Linked DNA regions of Mus musculus: regions 2, 3, 4, 5 and 6 are each linked to region 1. The links are chromatin contacts, called in public promoter capture Hi-C maps. All regions are on one chromosome and are shown on one strand. Each heading gives the region's core, a stretch centred on a gene start, on an enhancer-like site or on the middle of the called end of the contact. The rest is flanking DNA. Distances are from core to core; before and after follow the strand shown.

Evidence for each region. Promoter capture Hi-C pulls out the DNA fragments that hold promoters and counts their contacts. Capture Hi-C pulls out chosen DNA fragments and counts their contacts.
Region 2: a contact with region 1 is called in a promoter capture Hi-C map of embryonic stem cells, with 13 times the contacts expected there. The contact joins the promoter of Syt14 here to the promoter of Traf5 in region 1. A contact is called at or near these places in 2 of 39 promoter capture datasets (cranial neural crest and embryonic stem cells).
Region 3: a contact with region 1 is called in a promoter capture Hi-C map of embryonic stem cells, with 2.4 times the contacts expected there. The contact joins the enhancer-like site here to the promoter of Traf5 in region 1. A contact is called at or near these places in 3 of 39 promoter capture datasets (embryonic stem cells, hippocampal neurons and pre-B cells), 3 of 115 datasets of contacts at active chromatin or transcription factors (bone marrow-derived macrophages, embryonic forebrain and pancreatic cancer cells) and 1 of 9 other capture datasets (adipose tissue).
Region 4: a promoter capture Hi-C map of cranial neural crest shows a contact between it and region 1. The contact joins the promoter of Sertad4 here to the promoter of Traf5 in region 1. A contact is called at or near these places in 3 of 39 promoter capture datasets (the 3T3-L1 cell line, cranial neural crest and pre-B cells).
Region 5: a contact with region 1 is called in a promoter capture Hi-C map of adipose tissue, with 3 times the contacts expected there. The contact joins the promoter of Hhat here to the promoter of Traf5 in region 1. A contact is called at or near these places in 2 of 39 promoter capture datasets (embryonic stem cells and pre-B cells), 3 of 115 datasets of contacts at active chromatin or transcription factors (astrocytes, bone marrow-derived macrophages and microglia) and 1 of 9 other capture datasets (adipose tissue).
Region 6: a promoter capture Hi-C map of cranial neural crest shows a contact between it and region 1. The contact joins the promoter of A730013G03Rik here to the promoter of Traf5 in region 1. A contact is called at or near these places in 2 of 39 promoter capture datasets (the 3T3-L1 cell line and cranial neural crest).

The regions. Positions count from the first base shown.
Region 1 is chr1:192,090,066-192,094,272 of GRCm38.p6, reverse strand. It overlaps Traf5 (TNF receptor-associated factor 5), which reads left to right and starts at 1,674. Exons shown (of 14, transcript NM_011633.2): 1 at 1,674-2,017.
Region 2 is chr1:193,032,668-193,037,338 of GRCm38.p6, reverse strand. It overlaps Syt14 (synaptotagmin XIV), which reads left to right and starts at 1,564. Exons shown (of 8, transcript NM_181546.3): 1 at 1,564-1,716. The coding sequence starts at 1,704.
Region 3 is chr1:191,436,584-191,440,773 of GRCm38.p6, reverse strand. It overlaps Gm32200 (predicted gene, 32200), which reads left to right. Exons shown (of 6, transcript NR_151615.1): 6 at 2,794-4,190. Among named protein-coding and RNA genes, the nearest start is that of Gm31987, 5.9 kb to the right of the region's middle. Within about 2 kb of position 2,048, at least 60 of the 459 cell types and tissues checked have an H3K27ac peak or open chromatin away from gene starts, as enhancers often do. A contact at or near this core is called in bone marrow-derived macrophages and embryonic stem cells, where this site is marked.
Region 4 is chr1:192,853,342-192,857,429 of GRCm38.p6, reverse strand. It overlaps Sertad4 (SERTA domain containing 4), which reads left to right and starts at 1,678. Exons shown (of 4, transcript NM_198247.2): 1 at 1,678-1,987. It overlaps Gm15867 (predicted gene 15867), which reads right to left and starts at 2,502. Exons shown (of 2, transcript NR_131748.1): 1 at 2,352-2,502; 2 at 574-1,415.
Region 5 is chr1:192,769,739-192,773,897 of GRCm38.p6, reverse strand. Hhat (hedgehog acyltransferase) reads left to right here and starts at 2,679. Exons shown (of 12, transcript NM_144881.4): 1 at 2,679-2,918.
Region 6 is chr1:192,833,222-192,837,353 of GRCm38.p6, reverse strand. A730013G03Rik (RIKEN cDNA A730013G03 gene) reads left to right here and starts at 2,141. Exons shown (of 1, transcript NR_155503.1): 1 at 2,141-4,132.

The sequences.
Region 1 (4,207 bases), core at 425-2,924:
GGATGTGACGGTGTACGCCTGTAATCACAGTGTTCAGGAGATGGGGGAAGAAGGCTAGTAGTTTGAATGAGCCTCAGCTGCATAGCAAATGTGAACCAGCCTAGGCTACAAGAGACTGACTCTGGGATCAACACCACAAGCTGGGAACATATCCTTCACTTCTGACTACTCTGATATTAACACTAAGAGCACTGGCTACTCTTCCAGAGGACTTGAGTTCAACTCCCAACATTTATGTGAAGCTTAATAACTGTCTGTGACTCCAGGTCTCTCTTCTGGTCTCCACAAACACCAGGAATACACGTGGTACACAGACATGCAAGCAAGCAAAATAAAAAATAATTAAAAAAATTTAAATGTACGAGACCACACTTCTCCAATCCCACCAAAAAAGTCCTATCTATTCTCATTTAGACTTCTGTCTGTGAGTCCGGTGGCCACCATTTGGAACACAATAAGAACTTATCCTATCCCAGTTTTGGACTTCATCATACCAAGACCTTGGGTCTCATATTTAGAACAGATTGCTTCTTTCAGAACCATAGCTACATTAGTCATTTCAGACATGGTCTTTCCAGTCTATATTGCCTGTTTCCTATGGTGTCTAAATCCATAGGGTCCTGTCACCTTGCAGTCATGTGAAAGAAGGTGGAAAGTAAGGTAAATAGATGTATTGTTGGGAGGGTTAGGGAAGGAGAGGACTTAGGCTCAGTCTCTTTCAGTTCTCACAAGAGTAATCTGGTCCAGAGGGCCAAAGCATGCCCACGGGAGGGTTTAATCTCGATAACCAAAGAGTTGCACCTGGGTGTTGGGATCCTGTTGACTATTCCACCAGATCCCACATCCGCTCCCAGCTGTTGCCCAGCTCCAATGCATACCTGTGTCCACTGCAAGGGCCCTAGTACTCTCTTCTCTCCGTGATGAACATTTGATGCTCAAGACAGCTAAGTATTTCCCGCGTTTGTCTGACTTGGAAGAGGTTAGATTTGAGATGCTAGTTCACTTCGTTCATACAGGCTGCAATTACTGTGGACCTGTAGAGCGAATACACTGTAACAACTCTGTGCTAGGATTTGGGAGGCAAGAATTCAAGCTCTAGCCTTGGGTAGGTCCACTCAGTTCTCTCTAGACCGCAGATAGAACGCTCATAGTTCAGGCACCCTCCACCAGGTGGCTCTGAAGACCAGGAGAACTAACTGGGACGCTTTTGACAACAGAACATCAGAGAGACTGTCAACGTTACGCTAACAGCAGAACGAGGACTGGCAGATTTGTACTGGACTGCAGCAAGTTCAGGGAAGAAGTGATTTGAGCCAGATCTCTGATCTTGAGCAAACGTGTCTACTCAAAGAATAAATAGGTTTGGGGGGTCGGAGGGAGGCTGATTGAAGAGCAAAATATATACAATTCAAAGGCGCACAAGATACTAATGTTTCTAGAAAGAGAAGCCTAGGCTTCTAGGGTCTGGGTGATTCCCAGCATCTAGAGGGATACTTCGCCCAGCTCAGGTGAGTTTCTGGCCGCTGTCAGAAGCCTCACGCCCCGCCGCTTGGGCGCCATGACCACGCCCCCATCCTCGGCCCTGCCTCTCGGGAGACATAACCACGCCTCCACCTTCAGCCCTGCCTCTTGGGCACCCTGACCACACCCCCATCGTCAGCCCCGCCCCTCCCGGAGCCCGCCGCTGGAGCTGGCCTAACCCGCTGCTGAGGCGAAGCAGCCTAGTGCCCGCCGCCGTAGGGCGCCAGCGGAGCTCCGCGAGCCCCGCAAGTGGCGAAGTCCGGGTGAGCTAACCGTCCCGGCTCCTCAGAAACCGAAAGCAACTCAGGGTGGTGAGCCGGAGGCGTGTGTGGTAGCGGGCGAACTGAGGCGACGCGGGACACCCGCGCCCGGCCGAGGGCACTTTTGCAAGACTTGTGAGCACAGCCCGTTAACGTGAGCTTAATGCCAGGGTCTCGAGCCTGCGCCGGTGCTATAGCGCGTGCTCGATTGGAAACAGAACCCGACTCTGCAGAAGGTGAGTTCCAGATTTCAGCAGACCCGGGCGCCTAGAGGTGAGCACCCACCGCAGGTTGGACGGAGACAGTCCTCACACCACTGCTTGACCCCCTTGCCACCCAACTGTGAGGTGTTACAGTTCTGAGGACAGTTCTGAGGACTTTTGTTGCGGATCCCTCTGGGCCATTCTGGTTGGCTTCTTTCTTCCTCAGCCTCTCCACTCTGTCTGCTGACTTTCCATATTTGGCTATTTTACTTTCGTGAGAACTCTGTTTATCTCGCTGCGGCAGGCGCGGGGCTCGTCGGAGTCCAGTTGTGGGCTAAGGTCTGTAAAATGAGGAGAGACTCCCTTCTCCCCAATCCTCTCCATGGCCTGTGAAAAAAGGCATCCAGCTTGTTGCAATAAACATCGGGCATAGGTGCTGTGTGAAAACTAGATTAGGGCCAAAGAGGACGGTTCCCTTTTCCAGGAATATACACATTTTTTAAAAGTCTTAGGGAATACTTAAAATGCAAAGAAATTGGTTAAAGCATTTCTGAGAATAGAACTTCCTGGGTGTGTGAGAGATAATTTTAGACAGCAAACGTCTGGGTTAACGAGTCCTCCCCAATCCAGAGATCCTAACATAACTGAGAGTCTGGATAAAAACCTGACACCTTGGACAACTGATTTAAACAGAAAAGGCAGAAATTACAGATGGAAAGATGGATGGGAGATGAAGGTGGGAAAGGTAGTGAGTTCAGGAAATGGGTTGTCTCCAGACTCTGGACTGTAGTCTCCCTGGTCTCTTGTAGGGCTAGCTGTGGAAAGGGGCCACAACAGAGAAGGGTGACGTTCTCAGGGTCCCTGGCTAAGGCCGGTGGTGTGGGACAAGGATGGCCGACGTCAGTGGAGAACCCACTGGATGTGGGTGGATGACATAGGGGCCCAGCCACTGGGAGTAAGAGCTTTCCTTTTTGGGGTATCTCAGGGTGACTTGCAAAGTTGGGGAGCCAAAGCCTCTGAGTCAGTCCTGTTAGACTAGGGGGAGAAACAGCCTTATGTAGTTACAATCCCCACTTTCCTGAGGGGGGCCTTGAAGAAAAAAGAGCCACTAAACGTGAAGCTGCCCCTTATGGTCCATTTGCTCCTCACTCAATGTCATGTGCTCTCATTTTGTCCCCCACGACACCCTTGTGAGTCAGGGTAGCTTTGCACATCCCCCAGATGTCGAGGGGAAGCACCTAGTGTCAACTCAGTCCTGAGCTCTGCTGCTGGGCCAGGCGGGGGACTCTGAGGTTTCTGCTTCAGGACTGTCAGCTTGGTTCCTCAGAGAGCCACAACTGCCTACCTCCCCTTTAGTCTGAGGGGTCAGCAAAAGGACCCAGATTCCCCTAAGTGCCTGGAGCATCTGTTCCAGCAATGTGGGTAAAGTTCTGCTGGAAACTGCCCCTGACGTTGTATGAACCAATGCCACACTGTCCACGCAGCCAGCCAAGTGACTGGGGAAGGATCTGTGTCTGATTTTGTGGTAGCCTGGAATCTGGCATTGGTTAGCCTAAAAAGATGTTGGCTGAACTGCACTCCGTTTATTTGGGGTGTGCCTCCCAGTTACTGAGGGCGGGTGTTAGTAAGAGTTGATTAGATCCCAGGAATCAGATTAAGATGCAGGTTATAAATAACCTATCACATTACACTAGCTTCTCTTTCCCAGAGAGAAGGGAGAGGTCCCACATGATTTCAAGCTAGAACTCAGAAAACCTCATAGCAGGGAATGGGCAGCAGCCAAGCCTGAGCCTTCTGAGGCAACTCCTATGTTCTTTCCAGTATATGTTGAGTAGAGGAAGCCAAGACTCTCTGGACAGATGTGAGAACCAGTGAGGAGTTGGCCCCTGGCCGAAGTTTTAAAGACTTAACAAACCAGAAGAAGAGGACACCGGAACAGATGCAGTCTCTAAGTGCTTTCTCCACCTGGGTTGCAGCTCTTCCAGGGTTCTTCTGGGCAGGAGCTAGTGCTCCTGAAGAGACTGGTCAGAATGGGAGGGGTGACAGGTGTAATATCTACCAGCATGAGAGACAGGGAAAGGTGAATCACTCTATAAGACAGAAACAAAATGCCAAGGGCTGGGCACCTGCTGCCACCACCCAAGGATTGGGCCAGCATTGGTGTATTGCTTTGCTGAGATAAAAGTACTTAAGGAATTCCTATGTGTGGTCTCTGGCAAGCCC
Region 2 (4,671 bases), core at 315-2,814, 940 kb before region 1:
TCTCACCCATCCCCCTTTTTTATTTTTTATTTTTTGAGACAGGCTTTTTCATTGATCTTGGAGTTCATCAGTTAGTCTACACTGGCTTAACAATGAACTTCAAGGATCTGCCTATCTCAGTTCTACAGAGTTAGGATAACAAGCATGCTACTTAAAAAAAAAAAAAGGTGTGGATTGAGCTCAAGCTCTCATGCTTGTGCAACAAGCACTTTATCAACTGATCCATCTCCTCTACCCCTGCAGCCAGTTCTCTATATGATGCCTAGATCAACAGATATTCACTGGACTAGTCAAAACATTAAAGAACAGGGTCAGGGAAAAGTCTCAGAAGGTAAAGATGTTTGCTACCAAGCCTGGCTGACAACCTGATTTTGATCCCTGGAGGTCATATGGTGATGAGAACAAACTTCTGCAAACTGTCTTTTAACCTTCACACGAAGGTCCTGCCCCAATAAATAAGCAAATGTAGAAAAAAAATGTTAAAGAATCGATGCCTATTGAGCATCAATCGACTGAGGGAGAAGTTATATAAAAGCAATGAAAGGCAGTTTCTGCTCTAGATTACAGTCCAACCTCACATAATAAGTGGAAAATATTTTCTTCTTTGTTTCTGTCCTTAATATAGCCACCTGTTCTAGGAGTGACCATCTTCTCCACAAGGAAGAATCACTAATCCCCTATCCTTCTAGGCTCCTCCATCCGGCCTTTAAAGTACCCAAACGAAGCGGGATAAACAGTGGAGAGGGGCTGATTAGGTAGCTAGTTTGCTCGGGGTTGGCTTTTGGGTGTTCACATGCTCAAGGGCTTGCAAACTTAAAAATGGGTACATGACATGCATTTCAGGCCCTTTGTCAAGACGTCTGTGCAACACCTACAATTGTGTGGCTTCAAATGTGTGCTTGCAATGCATAGACAAATGGGGAACTCGTTCCTCCAAGGAGGCATCAGGCTCCTGTGGAGTTGGGTCACATTAGAAATGAGGCTGAAGAGAGAGAGGGAAGGAGGGAGAGACAGAGACTATCCTCACGATCCCTCTTTCTGGTTTGCTGTGCCACGAAGCTGTCTCTACTGGCTGGCTGAAATCTGAGGTGAGTGTTCAGGCAAACCAAACCAAACTGAATAGATCTTCGCTGAGAGGGAATCTGGCACCTCCTGGGTGCGGAGACCTGTCCGTGGTCCTGACCGCTTGTCCAGCCGCTCTGGAAGCCTGGTGAAGGCTGGCTGCTGAGGCTGCTCTCTGCTCTGTCTGCACCTGTTGGGAACGCCCGCCTGAGACCCTGCACTGGCTGGGGGAGAGGGGGTTGGGGGAGGTGAGGGCGTGGCCAGCAAGAGGCGGGCGTGGCGGGTCAGGGTGGTAGGCGGGGTTGTGGATATTTCGGGGGCGGGGCCTGGGAAGGTAGATGGGAATGGGTTAAGTCGAGGTTGTGGGCCAAACTATAGTTGTTGCGAGGGGCGGGGCCTAGAGGGGCCGGGGGCGGGGCGGTGTCACGTGCCGACGGTGCGCGACCGTGGAAGGTTCCGCTTCCTGCGCCGCCTGCTCCGGAGCTTCGACCCCACCCCGCCGCCCCGCCCCAGCTCCTGGAGGCCCAGCTGCCTGGCCCCGGGGCGTTCCCGCCCCTCTGGCCCGAGGCCTAAGAAGAGCAAGCTCCAGCACTTACCCCCGCTCTCCCTGCGTGGTTGGTGCGGTCCATGGCGAGCGCATCATGGCGATCGAAGGTAAGTGGAAGGCAAGCGATGCGCGGAGAAGACGCCCCGCGAGCGAGCGCAGGGCCCAGGAGGCCGAGGTGCGGGTTGCGGGTCCGGACTGTAAGGGAAGCTAATGCGGGACACCGGCCTAGGCGCGGCGTGCGGCCCTCGCGAGCACTGGCCTACACACTTTGGGCGCTGAGGTACCGAGTGAGATGCTCAGGCACTAAGGCTCTGAAGTACTGAGTGAGATGCTCAGGTACTAAGGCTCTGAAGTACTGAGTGAGATGCTCAGGTACTAAGGCGCTGAGGTACTTAGACGCCAACTCGCTCAGTCTCTGAGGTGATAATGAGGCGCTGAGGTTCTGAGGCACAGAGGAGACTTAGGTACTTAGACACTGAGGTGCTGAGTCTCTGAGGTAAATGAGGCGCTGAGGTTCTGAGGCACTGAGGAGACTCAGTTACTAAGGCGCTGAGGTACTGAGTGAGATGCTCAGGTACTAGGGCGCTGAGATACCGAGATGCTGAGGTGAATGAGGCTCTGAGGTATTGAGAAGCGCCGTGCTGTTCGGCAGCGGGAGGCTGCCCTTGTGGGATCCGCTCATCCTGCTGCTCCTGTCGGGCTTTCTGGGCCGATGATAACCACGCTGTCCCCTTCGGTTGACGGGTATAGGGGGGCCAGGACATCTTCGTGAGGTCAACCCTCTTATCTGACCCTCACAATTGCTTTTTTCCGGGGAGAGGCAAATGCCTATTTATGACAAACGCACCCAGAAGATTGGCAACAGAAATGTTTCACAAGTAGCTTGATTCGAATTGGGTAAGGTAAGTGGTACCGATGTGTATTTTCCTCTTATTCTGAGAGCATGGAGTTGGAGTGGAGTGGAATTTGCCTTGCTTTTAAGGAGCATATTGTGCAGTTAGTATCACACAGGTGTGATGCTTACAGCATCTTGTTTTCCATTTTAGATGAGCTCAGTACAAAAAAAAGGATTTCCAAAACTTCCCTGCGTGACCTGTACAGAGTACCTGTAGCTGAATCATTACTTGCCTACATTTAATGTGTTCCCCCTCGCACAGTAATTCCCTTAGGTGACTGGTCTCTGTTAGTATACACGCCTGGGGGCTTCTTTAGGATCCAGCCACCAAACTCCAGAATTAACTCAGCTGTGTGTTTCATGTTTACTTCAATTTAGAGATTAAGTACGGGACACATTGACATGATTTGCTAAGATGATGGAGAATAAAATCTACCTGTAATCGTTGATGTTCAGAACAGCATGTTCAACCCTTATTCTTCTCAGTACTGTTTATTAGAGCTGGAATTAGGGAGTGAAATTCACTGGTTGACGTAGAATGCTTTATTTTGTCAACAACTTTGTGGAAGGATTTCTTGTAAAGTCATACAAATATAATTTTAAGCAGATGATGAAGGATTAACCCAGTTAGGATTCAAATATGATCTCATAATTTGTAATTTCTTATTGTCCAAGTTTTCTTTAGGCATACATACCTTCTCCTGGCAGCCAAATGTTAGAGCATTTTGCTCAGTGTTTTGTATCTTTAAATAATTGGGTTTTCTAAAGATTCTCTGTATGCTTTTTGTTTTCTTTTGTTTTGTTTTAGTTTTGATAGCATGGTACATGCCAGGAAGTACCACTGAACTATACCCCCAGCTTATTATTATACCTATAGATTTTTTAAAAAGGTTTTCAAGATACAAATATCAACACTTAGGCTTTCTCTGGTTTGCCAAGGAAAATGTAGTTAATATATTTCAAATAAAGGTTAAGTCAGTCTAACTATGCTTCTTAGCACTTACTAAAATAGATTCTGTTTATATATACCATCCCTACTTTCCTCACCTTTGAGTAGAATCTTAATTACTCAGTGTGGTAATACCATAAGCCAATGTTTCTTTGAAGACCTGCTTGGTGGTCATAACGCTAATTGATAAAGAATGACATAGTTACTTAGTAGAAATAATTTATATACAGTTCATTCACCTTTTAACTCAATGAACATTTGTTGTATATCAGGAATAGACAATATTCTGAAATAGACTTTGTGGGATCCTCTCTGTTAGAATTTATGTTTTGGTGGAACAGATAATTGTGAGCATGGTTGCAGTATAGTGTATACACCAAGAAATAGGCCATGCATGCTTCCTTTGTGTAAAAACATTCAGTGGTGCTGACTTCAAACTTAATTTTGAGATAATAAATGTTATACCCTTAAGGTCTTTATATTTGGGATGAAGTTCTGTATTGTCAAATCTGCTATTCAGCAACTTTACTCTAACTCCATCCTATTTTTCTTTTCTAAAACAATAATTTAAATACAGTCTGTGTGTGTGTGTGTGTGTGTAAGATCTCTTCCATTTGAAGACAACAACCATATGCTCCTTTGCTTTAAAAATTGAAATATAGTGATGGACAATTTTATTCCACTTGTATATTGAAGCTGTTATAACCTTGCGTAATTTTATAAATGTAGCTTACTATTAGAATGACCTTTTTTCTGTAACTTCTTGTGGGTTCAAATGAGATTGTATTCAACCAAAAACTATACACTGTTTTACTTGGATTACTCGCTCTCTAGCTATGTCTGCAGTCCTTTGCAAAACTAATTGTGTTGTGAATTGAGAATAGGTCTTTGTAGTAGTTTGGCATATTTTTAGTTGCTCTGTTCAATGGTTTAGGCTTGAGTTTAGTACCAACAATTTACTTTCTGTCCGACCTTCCTTCCTTTCTTCCTTTCTTTCTTCCTTCCTTCCTTCCTTCCTTCCTTCCTTCCTTCCTTTCTTTCTTTCTTTCCTTCCTTCCTTCCTTCCTTCCTTCCTTCCTTCCTTCCTTTCTTCCTCCTTCCCTTCTTCCCTACCTCCCTTCTCTCCTCCCTCTTTCTTTCTCTCTCTCTTCCTCCCTCCTTCCTTTTCCCCCCCTCTCTCTCTCCTCTCTTTCCTTCCCTTTCTCTCTCTCTCTCTCT
Region 3 (4,190 bases), core at 799-3,298, 650 kb after region 1:
CCAATAAACCAGGGGTTCACCAAGTTAGACCCCAACAGAATCTCTTCATAAGTCCCTTGGTGCCTTTGAGTATCTTATTGGAAATAGATATCCATCTTCCCAGCAAAAGTCATATGGCAAATGTGTAATCTAGCGTGTTCAAACTATACTAACCAAGAATATAAGATCTGAAGGAAGGAATACAGGCCAGAAAAATTGACTCTCTGAAGTCTGTTATTTCATCACTAGGGAATGAATGTTTGTGTGCCCTAAAATACACATGTTCAGAATGAGGCATGGTGGTGCATGCCTGTAATCCCAGTAGTTGGGAGGCAGGGTCAGGAGTTCAAAGTCTTTCTCAGATATATAGTAGGGTTGAGACTAGTCTGGGTTCTGTGGGTCCTTTTTCAAATACATACACACAGAAACACACATACACATATTCACAGACATTAAAGTTCTATTCTAAAGCATGATAGAACAGGTTACATGGGTCTGATATAGTACTTCAGTGATCAGACTAGTACTTGTGTATGGAGGTAGACCAGAGCTTGCTCTGTCACTCCTGATGGGTGCATGTGAGGACAGTCCCAGGAAGGCATTACAAGAAGTTAACCACCAATAATCCAATTAGAAAGCCCTTCAAAGAACTGGATCTGCTGGCACCTTGTCTTAGCTTGCTTTATATTGCTATATTAAAACATTCCGGGCAGAAGAAACTTGAAGAGGAAAGGGTTTATTTGGCTTCTACGTCCACATCATAGCCCATCATTGAGGAGACTCAGGACAGGAGCTCAAGGTGGCAGTCACAGAGGGATGTTGCTTTCTTGTACCACCCAGGACTATCTGCCCAGGGATGGCACTGCTCACAGTTGGCTCGTCCACATCAATCATTAATTCAGAAAAAAAACCCTACAGGCAATCTGATGGAGGAATTTTCCAGTTGAGGTTCCTCTTCCCAGATGACTCTAACTAGTTTCAAGTTGACATAACTAACCAGACTCCTTTTCCAGGCCTATGAGAGAACAAGTATCTGCCGTTCATACCACTGCTCAAGAGCAACTCCAGTGTGCCTCAGTTTCCTTGTTATGAGGGCCCTCTCCAGAAGGTGGGCTGGCTTCTTACAAGGGGAGGCTCATCAAACACTAGCAAGCGTTCTGAAGGCCAGTGCTACCTGTCTGTCTGGTTCAGGTGTTGAATCCTTGAACTTTGTTGCCAAGGAGATTCTTATGCATAGATAAGGGCCGGCCTCTGAGTGTGCCTTGGACCACACTCTTGCATACTCTAACCCTTCTGTTCCCTCTGAAAAAGGAGCTCTGCAGTGGTGACCCACTACATCTGAAGAGTGAGATCTCCCACTGAACTTTTAACATCATCCCCATGCTTGTCAGAATTGTTGTTACCAGTGACCTGGTTGGAGTTTTCTCTTTTCTCCTTGGCTCTATGTAGCTCTCAGTTGAAAATGGCTGAAGCAGGATGTTAGCTACCTCACATGGTCAACCAGAGGAACAGAGTAGTCCACGGTGTGAATGGGAGTCAGTGGGGTGTGTTTTAAAGACTTGGAAGTCCTATTGGAGGCCAGGCCACCTCCATTGCCGCTTCATTTCCCTTTTAACTCTGCTTCCTTTTTGCACCTTTGTTTGGCTTTAAATCAGTGTGTTTCCTCTCTCTGCGGGACCTGACTGTCTAAGTTCTCTCAGAGGGCAAGCTAAGGTGCATCCTTTGTTAGATGCTAACTAGTTTCCTGGCTGCCCAGAGAGGTCAAGTGGGTACTGCCCACCTCTTCCAGGAACCCAGTGACATTCTGTGGGGAGGGACTGACCTCTCCAGGAGGCCACCAGAAGAACCTGTGGCATCTATGGGTTTACAGAGTGAAGGGATCCAGAGGCCTGCTGTGATCTTTCTTGATCCTTCTCCCCAGAAGACCTCAGAAGGGAAAAGGGCCCTTTGGAGCAAAGAGAGCAGCTTCTGGTTCATCCTGACAGTCAGTGTGTTCCACATGGGGCGTGTGACTCACCAGCCTTGGTCATGATTCTGCCCAGGATTAACAAGTCTTCCGGAATTAGCAACCAGTGCATACACCCACGGAGTAGCTAGACAGTTTCCATTCAGAACACACAGCAGGATACATAATCAGAGAGGAGGAAGGCTCAAATGACTGTGGATGACCCTGGCTCCTCTGACTGGCCTGCAGGATGAATCCTTTCTGCTTCCTCATAGATAGTTCTCCAATTAGAGAGCGGACTCCTCTCTGCTTTGCCTTTTAGCTCCTCATCCAGCCCAGGCCTCTCACGTGCCAGGAAAGCATTCTGTCACTGAGCGCATCTTGCATCCTGGTTAAGGATTACTGAATTCCCTGGGAGGTGCCAGTAACCAGGTAGTCTTGTGGAATTCATCATTTGGTGGGGAACCTTGGGTCAGTGATCTAATCTTTTACAGTGTGGTGCCCTGGTCTATGGGGTAGGATAATAACACACCCAACTCATTAGGTAACACACAGAGTGCTCATCAGCATACCTGACACTTAGTGGACATGTAATTACTGAGTGTTGTTAGGTTCTATTAAGAAATGACTGGTGTGGGTCTGGGGTTGCTGGTGTCCTGAGGTGCCTGCTGGTGCTGAAGCAGAATCGTCACCCAGGGACGTTGGGCCTCAGACACAGCTGGCATGGGATGAGTCCCTGGGTTCTGTACCCATTCCCCTTGCCTAATCTGGAAGAAAGCAGGGTGATCAACAAGGCCTTGCCAAGGAAGAGAATGATATTCAAAAGTGTGATTATTTTACAGCTATCATTTGTTTGTTCTTTCCTGTAGGAGCCACCCGGACAGCTACGTGGTGGAGAGAAAGCCTGGGGATGCCACGCTGTGTGACTGGGTCCAGTCCCGTGGTCAGTCAAGGAGTTGGTTGCAGCCTTCGAGGCCTGCCTTCAGTGCAGCCTCCCAGTGAGGCCTGCCGCTTGTCTGGGCCTTAAGTCCCTCCCTGGCCTCCTCTTTGGTGAGGTTTCTGAGTCCCCCTAGACATTGACCGTTTCTGCTTCTCATGAGCAAAGACATCTTGCAGGTACCTGCTGGAACCTGCCACATCAGATCCCACCTGCTTCTGTGTTCCCAGGTCTTCTGGGAAAGATGAGGTAGAATCTCTGATGTTCCCAGTAAGGTAGATAAGCTACCTTCCAGGGGGCAGCATCTATACGGCTGCCACTGTTGTGTGGTTCCAGGTAAATGCCAAGATCTTTGTGCCCCAGCTGACCGGTCAGCCCCATTCACAAGGGCAAGCTTCCCTTAGGCAAGGAGAAACGAAGATGAGTGGCAGAGAGGGGGAGGGGCCACTGAGCCATCTCCAAGGCTCCTTCCAGGTCTGTGATTCTAGGATTATAGTCATCTTTCAATTTTTTATTTTTATTCTTTTATTTTGCATTTATTTATATTTTTTTTACTTTTGTACTACTGGAGGTTGAACCTAGGGCATTATACATGCAAGGCAGAACTTTATCATGGAGTTGGCATGTTCCCAGCCCTAAAATTGTAACAGTGAGCTGAAGATAGCTTGAACCTGGGCCAAACACCCCAGGGGAAGAGGAGGAAGGAGAGGAGGAAGAGAAAAAGGAGGGAGGGAGGGGGAGGGAAGAAGGAGAGGAAGAGGCAGAAGAGGAGGAAAGGAGGGAGGGAGGAGGAGGAAGAGGAGGAGGAAGAAGAAAAGAGGAAAGAACAAGACAAACAAAAGAAATGGAATGTCCAAGGGGGTGAATGGGGAGCATTAGAAAACCTTTAGAATTCCCATTTGAGCCTTGTCTGCATTCAGGACCATTCTTCAGCAAGGCTCTGCTCTCAAGAGTGTCTAGATTAACCAGCACCAGACTTCAATCACATGCCCAGTCTGGCTAATTGCTGCGGCCTGAGGTACCAAAAGGGCAAGTGACTGGAGGGTTGGCACCTGGGCCTCCTGCCTCTGAGTCCCGAGTGTCACTTCCAGCTGGTTTGATTTGCCCTTCCCAGTGTGTGTGGTCATGCCTTGTCCTTTCCTAAGCCCCCTGAGCATTTTCCCTGTGGTTTCATAGTTCACTCTGCTTGTTGGAGTGGGATGGGGCTTTACAGACCTGCTGTGTTACCCTCCAGTCGTTAACTATGAGATCTGAACATAGTTAACCTGTGCTCTAGTCTTCTAATCTCCAAAACAAGACCACTGGAAGCCAGTGTGCAGAGTCACTGTC
Region 4 (4,088 bases), core at 429-2,928, 760 kb before region 1:
GCTATGAAACTTTAATATGGGGAGATAAAAACAATAATAAGCCATGCCTCCGAGCCCCACATTTAGTTCTTTATTTGAGCTACAGGATAAACAGTTTTAGGTTAGAATTTGGATTCCCCAAACTGCACTGCTTTAAAGCAGTTGTGCCTCCTCCCTCCAGTGAAGAGTAGACTCTACCCTCAACCTGGACGTGGGACTCTCATGGACTGAAGAAAAAAATTATCTCGAAAATTCCGAAATCATCATCTAATGCCCATCTTGGCATGAGTCAGGGCAATTTAACATGGTTTGGAATGAACCCAAGAAAGCCCAATCTCAGGCGTGCAACCCTGGACTGTCTTTTGGAAAAACTGAAATATGCTGGCCACGGCCTCCTGTTTTCAGCATTGTTCTCTTGGTGTCCTGATACCCTAAGAATTTTTGTGTCTTTGATGCACAGAGTTCAATAGAAACACTTTCTAAATAGATTAGTCCTGACGATGGTTAATATTTGCTACTTTATTGAATAAGGCACATTTACTTCATAAAATAAAAAAAAGGAAATTCACTTAGCTGCATGTCAGTCACCCAAATTTTGAGTGTACAAATGAAATGGAAAACATTTATTACACAAATTTAATTACAATTCTAGGAAATAAACATGCAAATCAGATGGAGCTCAATCTGCAGGCGCTGATCCTCTCCCCCTGGTTTGCAGTCTGTGCGCCTCCTGGATTCGCAGCGACCAGGCAGTCAGAGGCCTGGATCTTGCAGGCGGGAGGATCACTGCTATAAAGAACTGTGTCACATTCAGCGCATCTGGCATAGTAGCAGTTCTTAACACTTTGCACAGGTGCCTCCCTTCCCCCACCCGCGCTTTGTTACGGTCTACCTCTCTAAACCTCTTCCTTCTTTGCACCAGAAGTGACCTCTTCATGACAGAGGGACCCAGACAGCAGTTATGAATCAATGTGTTTGCGGTTTGTTTGTTTTGCTTTTAAAGAAAAACCCAGCCATGCTTGGTGGCACTTGGTAGACAGAGACATACGGATCTCTAAAAGTTCAAGTCCAGCCTGGTCTACACAGTGAGACCCAGTCTCAAAAACAAAACAATAAAAATCCACACAAAAACTAACTCCAATAGAATCCACTACAAGAAGAGGGGGGGGAAATCACTATTTATAAAATAAAATGACTTGAGCTCCTGTCACAGCCTTTCCACCAAGGGCAAGCTTCTTTATTAGTTTTTGTTTGTTTGTCTGTTTGTTTTTCTTGTAGGTTTCCCCCACGGGGATCCGCACCCAGTAGCTGCCAGTTCACGTGGCCGCAGGATGAGTGCTGCCTTGTTACACCCAGGCTGCTGGGGAAGGGATCGAGCGGGCGGGGGAGCGCAAAGGCTCAGTCCAGCTCTGACATCTGTTTCTCATCTCCGTGTGCTGTACAGAGGGGAAGAAAGTCTTTAGTAAGGGGTGGGAAAGGCACAGATTTTTTTTTTCAAATCACACGCACACACAATAAGAAAACTAAAGCAAAATCTAAAAAATAGACAAGACGTCTGGGCAGGTTGCGATGAACGCTTCGTGCGTTGCAGCCCCTGCCTCCCGCGGGCTGCGCGCGTGGGGTCCGGGCTGCGGGCGGGAGCGGCCCGCGCGGCCCCGAGGGCGGAGGCGGAGCGGGGGCGGAGGCAGGGCGGGCGGGGGCGCGGCGCCCCGCGATCTGGCAGAGCGGAGGGAGGCGGGGAGCGCGCTTGTCAGGTTCCCTCTCGCCCCGGGGGCATCCAGCAGAGCCAGGCTCGGAAATCCGCGGGGAAATGGCAAACAGGATTGACGGGTTTCTCGCGCTCCTCGCCAGACACATCGGCTCATTTCCATAACCGTCTGCGGCGGCGGCGGCGGGACCTGCGGGGACCTCGGCCGCCGCGTACCCGGCCACGCCGACTGGGCCCGGGAGGCGCGTGGGCAGCGGCGGCCGCGCGGAGGACGGCGGCGGCTGGAGCGCGGGGCGCGCGGTAAGAGCCGTGACCCCAGGGCGCGCGGGGGCGGGGAGGGTCGCGCGTGGGGCTAGGGCGCAGCTGGACACAGCGGGGCGCGGGGGCGGCGCGCGCTCTCCGGGGTCGCGCGCCCTTCCCGGGAGCTGCGGCGCGCACGAGGCGACCCGGGCGGTGGGCGAAGACCCCGTGGCGGCGAGTCGGGTTTCCCCGGGTAGCAGGAGGGTCGGCCTGGGGCCAAGAGGGTAGGGAGGAGGGCCTGCGGGGCGCAGGGATGCGCGTTCCGCGGAACAAGGCGCCGCTGCCGGAGCTGACACCTTGTGTCCCCCGCCACCTCCGCGCCCGCCCCTGCTCCTGGCTGCGGGCGGCGCTGTCCTCGGCTCACCTCCCCGCGGGCTGCCAGGCCCACGCCCCCGCCTCTAGCAGTCTCCTCGGCCCCGCAACTTTCCCGAGTGCCGGGCCGCAGGAGCGGGGCACCAAGGTCCACCCCTAGCTCCAGCGGCGCGTACCGCGCGGGCGGCAGCAGCTCGGCGAAGGACCAGGGCAGCTGCGGGCTGGAGTGTGGCCCCGCCAGCCGCTGTGAGTCATAGCCTTGGAATCCCACCTTGGCGTGTATTTCCCATAGAAGGAAACTTGGTTTTTAGAAAGAGCGAATAATGATAGCCCTTATTCTTCAGGAGAGGCACTGGGCTCCAGCACCTTGGAAGACAACTTGCCTTTGTTCCCAGACACTTGGGCTGTTTACTTTTCCCTGCGGCCAGCGGCTAGCCGGACGGTGCCCTCGGTCCAGAAAAGGGCTTAAGGGCAGTGATACCAGTCTCCAGGGTGCGTCTGTTTGAGACCCTGGATAAGGGACCCGTCACACCCCTGTACCCCTCCTAGGGCCTGGACTGAGAATGCTAACCCCAAAGCTCCCAGTGGGAAACCTCTGACCTCCTTAGTCGTGTCCGTCCCCCCCCCCACACACACACACCTGCATTCCCAACCCCCAACACCGACAGAGAACTCTTAGCCTCCTGGGACTGCAGCTGGCCATTGCACTTCCCGGGGCACCACAAGGACCTGAAAAAAAAACAAAACAAAAAAAAACCCGACACCTGTCAGGTTTGGAGCGTTGAAGGGTTTTGTTCTTCCCACCCAGCCCCTCCCTCCACCATTGGTTGAACCAGCCAAACTGTTGAGCTTCTGCCTGGGACCGCCTGGAGACCGTGGGTGGGGAAGTCATTTGGCTCTCCAGGACAGAACACTGCAGTTCTCTGGATTGCAGCGGTCACCCCATGCAGTCCAGGGTTGGACTCTGTCTTCCAGCAGCTTAGAGGCACCTTATATAAAATGCTCTGCAATTCCCAATGTCAGGAGGAAGAAGGATACTCCTTCTGTCGTGCTGCTTTATGTCCAGTAGCCCCTGTTAGATTCCCGGCACCCTGAGCCATAGCAGCCAGAATGGCTTCATTCAGGAAAACCAAATTGTATAGAAATGCACTCTGAAGAGCACTCAGTGAAAACTCTCACACTTAGCCTTGAGAGGGTGCTGGAGGGGCCATTCCACACTATCACCTCAGTGACCAAACAGTCTCACAGGAGCCTGAGGGCCACAAGCTTGGGTGCTAACGCTCTCCGTTTTAACTAATTTCTGATACTAAAACAACAAGATCTCCGTAGTATACATCATTGTGGCTGTTTTCCATATTAACAGTATAAATTTGTGAACTTGGATTCCTGGACTCCATAACAGAGGATCCATGCTAAACATGGGTGCTGTAAATAGTCCAGCGTCTCAAGAAGACCACACTTGCCTCCCTAATTGGTTAACAACAGTGTGAGTTCCAAATAGACCAGGAAGGCTCAATTGCAGATTCTCCTCCCCCCTCCCAAGTAGTTCCAGCTCATTCATGGTTTATTCCAGCTTAAATAAATCACTTGCAGAACCCTGCCTCTCCCATTAAGATCTTGCATGTAGCAGTTTTCAACCTGAAAAAGAAAAACTTGAAGAAATTAGATGTTATAAACAAAAGAAACAACCACACTAAAAACTATCCCGCCACGTTTCAAGTTCAAATGCATAATGATGGAATTTCATCTGTTGTAAACAATGCTTACAAATAGAAGCCCTGAGAGTCTT
Region 5 (4,159 bases), core at 1,430-3,929, 680 kb before region 1:
GATCATGGAGTTACAGACAGTAGTGAGCTGCCATGTGGTTGCTGGAAAGTGAACTCACATCCTCTGGAAGAAGTCAGTGCTCTTAACCTCTGAGCCATCTCTCCAGCTCTGTTGTCTTTTTTTTTTTTAGAGACAGGGTTTCTCTGTGTAGCAGCTGTCCTGGAACTTGCTCTGTAGACTAGGCTGGCCTCAAACTCAGAGATCTGCCTGCTTTAGCCTCCCAGGTGCTGAGATTAAAGGCGTGTGCCACCACCGCCCAGCTAGTTTTTGCCAAATTTTTATTAGAAGATTTAAATTTACATGGTGAGAACTAATGAAAGATCAAACGGACCCCAAGATCAAAATAAAGTGAAATTCAATGGAAATAATCAAATGCATAGAAACACGCAGAAACAGCACGCAGGGTGTTTCCAGTGCTAAGAACAGGAGGAAATTACATCTGGAAACACACAGAATACAACTGGGAATTTATAATCTCCCATAAATGGTCAGATTACTTTTAAATTTTGAGACAGATTGACTAAATTGACCAGCTGGGCTTGAACTTACTTTGCAGCCCCAGTTTGGAACTTGGTATCCTCCTGTCTTGGTCATATGACTGGGTTATAAGCCTGGTTACCAGGTGGCTCTCTGATGCATTTCTTTGGGCCTTGCCGAAATTTCGTCTCTTGATTTGACTGTCTCTCTGTCTCTGTCTCTCTCTGTCTCTGTCTCTCTCTTTGACTGTTGATGCAAAGACATGCACTAAAGATCCTCCACATGGGCAGACTGTTTGAACACGTTCATAAAAAAACTCAAGAGTCACTGATCATGTCGCATTAAGGAACAAACCACTTCTCTTGGATTTCATTTAACCGAGAGCAAGTCTAGATTTGAATTCTTCACCTCATGTTCCTGTGTCTTCACTGTACTTGAGTCTGAATCCGTGCTCTGCCTGAAGGCTGTCATATGAGTGTGGCCCTGTGTGTTTGTCCCTCACGATGGGCTTTGCTCTGTATTTACTGAGCAGCAGAGAAGGGTATCCCACGAGGAAGTAAGGGGAAACGGCGTAGAAACCTTTAACAGATTTTACAAGAGATAAGTCACCAACACCAAGTGGCCCTGATAACAAACAGCCAACAAGCAACATCAGAATGTTGTCCTCAAGACTTACAGTGAATGCTCACTTAAGAAGACTGCTTTAAATCTCTTTTGTATGTTTTCAGCAGATGATTATTAGAGCACACATACATGACACTGGGTCATGGCATGGAGAAGCACATATTGAAGCTTACAGCTATGCATTTGTTTAGATTGTGAAAGTTGGTTATATGGGAAACCCAAGACAAGTAAAGCCCATTGTTACATTGTTCTCTGAAAGGCAAGTTAAACAAACAGGCCGACTAGAAAGTAGTCTTGAGTGACCTCAATGTATATTATTAACTTCACCCGAGAAGCCCAGCAAAGCTTCCAGTCTCTTAGAATATAAGATAATTTTGTCAAAATACACTCCCACACTCAAGTCTCTTGTCTACGTGCAACTGGATTCTGATGTTTCCATCAACTGTTTTAAATCCACGTGTACTAAGAAGTACCACTTGGAATATTCCCCGCCGGCACGTTCTTCAGCTCATTGCTTAGTCTTGCTTTGGGCTTTGGTATTGTGGGTGTTCTGCATGTGAGGCAAGGCTCCACCACTGAGCTGTGTCTCCTCTGCCAATGCTTACTTTTACATTTTGAGACAGTTTGTCAAAATCACTCTGTAGCCCTGGTTTTGAACTTCGGATCCTCCTGTCTTGGCTGTATAGCTGGGTCACAAGCCTGGAGTATTTTCTCTTACACAGATGTTTCTGATTTACATTAGCCAAACCTGACTTTATTTTATGTCTTCAAATGAGCACTGTGCACATGTAGAAAAGAGTTAGACTTAAATGGCATTGAACCCACAGTAACAGGCCATTTAGAACCTGACACAGAAGAGGACCACCTCTTCTGACTGTCCCAGAGCAGAGCTAACACTTTGGCACCTTCTGGGCCAAACCCTGGGCTTTATTACAGTGACCAGACTTGTCAGGTACCAAGGCACACTGTTATTACAAATATACAAGACATATATGTTGTATGCATGTTGGGTGCTCTCCTGAAGAGGCCAGAGCAAGGCTTCCACATCTTCCTCTTGCCTCACCTCATTTTTGTGGTGCAGGGTCTGCATTAGCCTCTAATTGGAGGCTTCCTGTTTAGACTAAGGCAGCTGGTCAGGATCTAGGGGTTCGATAGAGTCTCTACCTTCAATGACGGGGCTACAGGCACACCAGCCATGCCTGGCTCTTTACTTCAGTGTGGGGATTAAACTCAGATCCTAACACTTGCATAGCAAACCCTTACTCACTGAGCCACATCTCTCCAACCCCCAGGAACTGTTAGAAAGTATATTACGTCTTCCAAACAACAAAGGCCATATGATACCAAGAAAGTATTAACTTGGCACCCTGTGTTTTTATTTTGGGCAACCTGGCACTCCTGGTCCGGCTGTTTTAGTTGGTGCTGGGGAAGGTGGAAGTGAAGATGATTTTAAAGTCGGTTTTGCAGAGATTTCTCCAGCTCTATTTAGTCTGCCCTTCACTGGTCTAAGTCATCTTCCTGTAGCAGGGCAGGCCGTACACACCCCCGCCCCAGACTCATTCCTTTGGGGACCGGAAGAATCCTGGAGCCTGAGGTTCTGGTGGGACCCTGTGTAATGATTCGGCTCCAGTAAATGTACAGAGCCCTGGCCAATCCTGCGTTCGGGAACCCGGGCACAACATCTCAGGCCAGGCGCTCACCCCCGCGGCCTCTGACCCGCGCTGTGCTCGCGAGTCCCTCCCGGGCCGCGGCTCAGCGCGGCGGGGTGCAGGGACGCCTTCTCTCCCGCTCGCCCAGCTCTGCACACTGCGATCCAGGTGATTTCGCCCGCGCGAGACAGACAGGGGAAAAGCCGTGCATCGGGGGCGCGCGTGGAGAGCAGGAGGGGGCGTGGGTGGTGAGGCCCCGCAGGGTCAGAGGGCGCGCGGGGGCTGGCGGCGGGCGCGCGTGGAGCTGGCGGCCGTGCAGGGGCCTGTGGTTGCAAAGGCTGCCACGACTTAACCTGCGCGGAGACAGGGGGCTGGCTGGGGTGCCGCAGCAGGTCGTGGGAGGCTCGCCGCTGACGTGGGGGAGAAACGCAATAGCGTTTCCGCTTCCCGTGTCCGTGTCCGCGTGCTGGAGGGCGGCGACACAAAGGCACGGAGTCCCGGGAACCGAGAACCCTGCTGCTCCCTGCAGGAAGGGCGCCTACAGGCCCTCCCCACGCCCCCACCCGGCCCAGCTCAGAGATTTCTGTTTTCTTCGTGGTGTGTGTGTGTGTGTGTGTGTGTTGAAATTGGGCCAACAAACCCGTGCAGCAAATGTTTAACCACCGAGCCCCAGTTCTCAGTTTAAAGATCTCTTTCGCTTTCCAGAAACTCTCTGGACTTAGTTTCCCTCATCTGTTCAGTGGCAAGACTGGGAGACACCAGTTTTTATGCAGGCTCTCCTCCCCCAGATTCAACAGCTATTGGCCGCTTTTAGATCAGGGCCTTCTACGTGTGGGGACTGACAGCGTTATGCAGTGTGTCTGCTCCGTTCAGTGTGGTGTTCTATTATGTAGAGCTGAGCATCTGCTCCAGTGCCACAGGACGCGGCTCAGGGAAAGCTTTGAAGGGCTGTGCGCTTTCACTCAGGGTCTAGAAGTCCATTCTTTCTGGCTTCTATTCTTCATGTTCCGACTTCCCTGTGATTTCTCTCCCCGTAGGATGGTTTATGTGCTGGCTAAGGACAGTTCTGATGGATGTGTTGTTTTGACAGCACCCCAGAAAGACAAGCTGTGTTCTCCAAGACCCTTCAAGGCCACCAGCACCAATGAATTGTCTATGCTAGGGGCTGGGGTTTGGAGCCTTCTTTGGGGACAAAGGCTTTACCTGGTTTTTACTTGGCTTTCTCTTGGAGAGTCACCAGCTGAAGGTGAGGTCAAGGCCCTGGTTGGCAGTTGGCAAGATCTCCTGGTGATCCCAGGTCAGTGTGGCCCAAGGGCAGGGGTGCCATACTTTGGGGCCTCAGAGAAATAAAATTCTTGGTTCTTGCAGAACTTGCTACGGGCCTTTTTGGAGGCTTTTAAAAAGGTGTG
Region 6 (4,132 bases), core at 892-3,391, 740 kb before region 1:
AGCCCAGTCCTCCTGTGTGCCTGTAACTCACAGGAGAGATGAAAGCAGCATTTGAAACAGAACTCCGAGACCCCACCCTATGACGAAGGAACTAGGGTATTTTCTGCACTGTTTTTATTGTCATTTATTTTTGTTTTTCTTTTTGAGACAGTCATTGTGGCCCAGACTGGAACTCAGTGTGTACCTGAGAATGGCCTTGAACTTCTGATCCTCCCATCTCTACGTCTCCTGGAATTACAGACATGTACTGCTACACCTGGTTATGGTTTATATCATGCCGGGACCAAACCCAGGGGTTTACACATGCCAGGCAAGCACTCTGCCAATTGAGCTACACCACAACACCATGGTTTCCACTTCTAAGAGGGAAGTTTTGATAGCAGATCATATGGTTGGTGTTCCTTATTTCAGAGTCTCATCCTTTTTTGGGCGTGTCATCTTTAAACTCAGCCCAACTGATGACTTCAGGATAGTGGTATGCCATTCAAAAAATCACATTTCACCTCTTTGTTTCTCAGCTGAATAATTTTCCCTAGGTGAGGCATACCTCTCTTGGGGCTTGATGATTGGTAGGGCTTGAGAGCAAAAAAACAGAGGCCCTGTAACTGGAGGGAACTGGGAAAGCAACCACCGGAGTTTAATGCTGGAGTCTCCAGTGCTACATCACGGTAACCCTGGGACGTCTCAGAATCAAGAGAGATCTCCCGCTGTACCACCAGCCCCAGGAATGAGACTCTAGGAATACCTGCAATTTGTATCCACTGAGAGTCATGGAGGAGCCAGAACACCAGTCAGTCAGTGGCAGGTTTTCCCAGAGAGTCCTAGAGATATGCCTGTCTATCAACAAGCCAAGGAAACGATTCCTCCCAGGAATCGTCCAGCTTGTTGAACCAGTGGGTTTCTTGGAGTAACCTTACAGGCCCATAGGTGGTTCAGGAAGACCTCTGACTAAATGTTGCACCTTGTCAACCTTCTACCTCTTGGCCACTTTGGCACACCTGGAGGCTATGTGCATCTGGGGGCCAAGGGTGACTGGAGTCTCAGATGAGGGTCTGCTGTCTTTTCCTTCCTTGTGTGGCTCCTAAGGGTGACCGAAGCCAGTGATTGAGGATGCCAGATAAAGGAAACTCTTAGCTTGCCCAGGGACACCAGGCTGGCCAGCTCCAAACTCTTGCTTCTCACAGTTTGAAAAACCAACAGCTGAAGGAAAAAAAGATCTATTTTTCCATGGCTATAATTCAAACCAGTAAGAGCCTGCAGGCAGCCTGACCTTCACTGGCTTTAGACAAGATGGCTATACACAATGAGGGTGGCATGGGTCGCTGTTGGAAATTGTCACTGAAGAATCCTAAAGCAACCCCGATCATTTGTCCATGTGAGTGTTTCTTGACATGGAAGTTGTAAGAATTCATTCACAATTCCAGTTATTATTATTATTATTACTACTACTACTACTACTATTTTTTTGTTTTGTTTTGAGACAGGGTTTCTCTGTGTAGCCCTGGCCATCCTAGAACTCACTCTGTGGACCAAGCTGGCCTCGAACTCAGAAATCCGCCTGCCTCTGCCTCCCAAGTGCTGGGATTAAAGGCGTGCGCCATCACTGCCCGGCTTACAACTCCAGTTATTATAGATCTAAGCTTAACTCAGTCATTCTAGTATCGTTTAATCTGTTCTCCCCACCAAGTGTGTAGGGGGAGGGGGGAAGGGTGCGCGCGCGCCTGCACGCGCTCGCACTGCCCATGACTGTTCTCCTATCCTGGAACTACATTCCTGCAGGCAGATTTGCTCCCCAGCTCAATACATTACCCCATCCACTCCCAGCCCATTAGCCCTGCACACCCGGAGCCAGCCAGGCATGTAGCGCTGCTGCTCCCGGCACAAAAGTCCTTCGCCTCTCCGCACCATGCAGGCGGGGACCCTGAGCCTCTTCCTCATGTTTATGCGTAATAAAAAAAAGCCCGCGTTCCCTCTGCAGCTTTATGAAGACAGTCCTTGCAGCTGTGACTGTAACTGGATTTTTTTCTTACCAGCTAAGATTATGGTCCCATAACCCAATTAGTGTCATTTGGTGGTGGTCCAAGTGCCTCTCCTGCCCGGGTTTTAATTTGGGGATCCCCGGAGGCTGCACTCCACATCTGTAGCGGGCCTGCTCCTTCTCTCCCGGTATTTACTCGAGGTTTATGGCGGGATTAGCTGTGTGGTCTGGAAGCGGCTGTCCTCTTTCATCCTCACGGGTCTGGAGCCGCCCAGAAGCCTTTTACTTTCCATCCAGCCCTGGCACCTAGAGGGCAGGCAGTCCCGGCGACTGGAAAGCATCAGAGCTCGCTCCGCAGGCCTCAGAAGCGCGGTTTCGCCGGCATGGGGGGAGGTGCTGCTCGCCCCGCAGCGTTCACTCAGCGGGACTAGCCCGCCCCATCCACATAGGGTGCACGGTCCTCCCCGCCCCCACTCACGGGCTGGCGAGGGCTGGCGGGGCTCCGGGCGCCCATTGTGCAGGCAGCTGGCACCAGCTGGGAAGGGAATTAACATAACAAAGAGCCGGAGCGAGCGCCGCGCGGCCGGGCGGGGGCTCTGCAGAGCGCCCGGGGCTGGAGGAGCGCGCGGTCGCCGGCTGTCGTGCACCGGGGCAGCAGGCCTCGCGAGGCACAGACAGTGGGTGCAGGCGTATGTCGGTGACGCCGTGTGCATGTGCGTGCATGCGGGTGCGCGCCTGCCTGGGACTGCGTCCCCAGGCCTGGGATGCTGATGCCCCTGCCTCAGTTCACCTGCAGAGGTTGGGCACTCACGCGCTCAGCATCCTAGCGTCCAGATTGGCCTTCTTTGAAACCACAGTCCTTTTAACTTTCATCGCCTGTTCTCAGCCGGGTCCACACCTCGGAACTACCAGGGGAACTTTCCCCGGGCCAGGCCTCACTCTATACTCCAGACCTTTTTGGCTTGGCCTAGGCCTCCAACAGTTGACAGAAGCGTCAGCACTGGTTCTATCTGTCCCGGGCTGGACACCCCAGGGCGCGCCCTGACCCCGACCAAGGACCAGAGCGAGAGGCCAGGGCCCTACCGGGAGCCCTCGAGTTTGAGGCTTTAGAGCTTGGCCTTCGTCTCCCCTGGCTCAGAGGGTCAAGGACACATTCCTGCTTAATGCTTCTGTTGCAAGCTTTCGACTGGACAGCCTCACCTCGCTTATTGCTAAAAGCCCATGGGAAGAAAGATGGGAAAGCTCAACTGAACTATAGGCAGACAGATGGATAGACAGATAAAAAACAAATCGCTGTGTTTAGACTACTGCCAGGCCTCCGAGGCCCCTGGAGGTCTCCTGTGGGGACTGTAAAAGGAAGTCAAGGCTCAGCAGGACCCGCAACTCGCAACTCGAAAAGCGGACAGGGCCCAGATACGCTCGGCCCCTTGCGCTCTACCTCGGTGACCCCCTCTTCGCGTGTCCCGGTCCCCTCCAAATCCCATCTTGCCATGGGGTTTGGACAAAAGGGCGAGCCCTCCATAGGCCTCTCGCAGCTGTGGCAGCTGGGTGGTCCCTGGAGGGTGAGAAGCAGGCAGAGGAAGCGCTGTGGCGGGAACCTGGGCTCCAGAACCGATGTGCACCTCAGCGCCTCCGCGGTCACTTGGCTGCACGCTTGCTCCTGGCGGGAGCCAGGCATCGATGAACTCTACTGCAGACTGGCTGAGCGTCTCCCCACAGGGAGGAGAGTGATTGAGATCAGCCGTCCGGCTATGTCATCTCGAAGCTCCGTGTCATCCACAGGGCCGGGTTCTCAGAATGTGTTCCCCATGCCTTCGAACACTTTCAAGGGGGCTTGGGCCCCTGGGGCCACCACCCAGGACCACGTTCCCTCTTTACCGCTGGGATGTAAGCTCTCGGTGGTTAGTGACTCAGCACAGTTCACTACAGTTCAAGTAGCTATCCGATCAAGCAGAGCCCAGAAAAAGCTGGGTGCTAACTTCTGCGGACCTGTTTTACCCATCCTAAGGTGTCTGACAGTCCTGCAAAGGGAAGAAGGTGGCACCACTGGACCTCAGCCTGAGAAGCACCCTGTTCAAGGTCAGCAGGCAGTCAGGTGACCTGGCTGCTTTGCAGGGACTTGGTATTGGCTACTGTTGTTGAGTTCAGAATTCT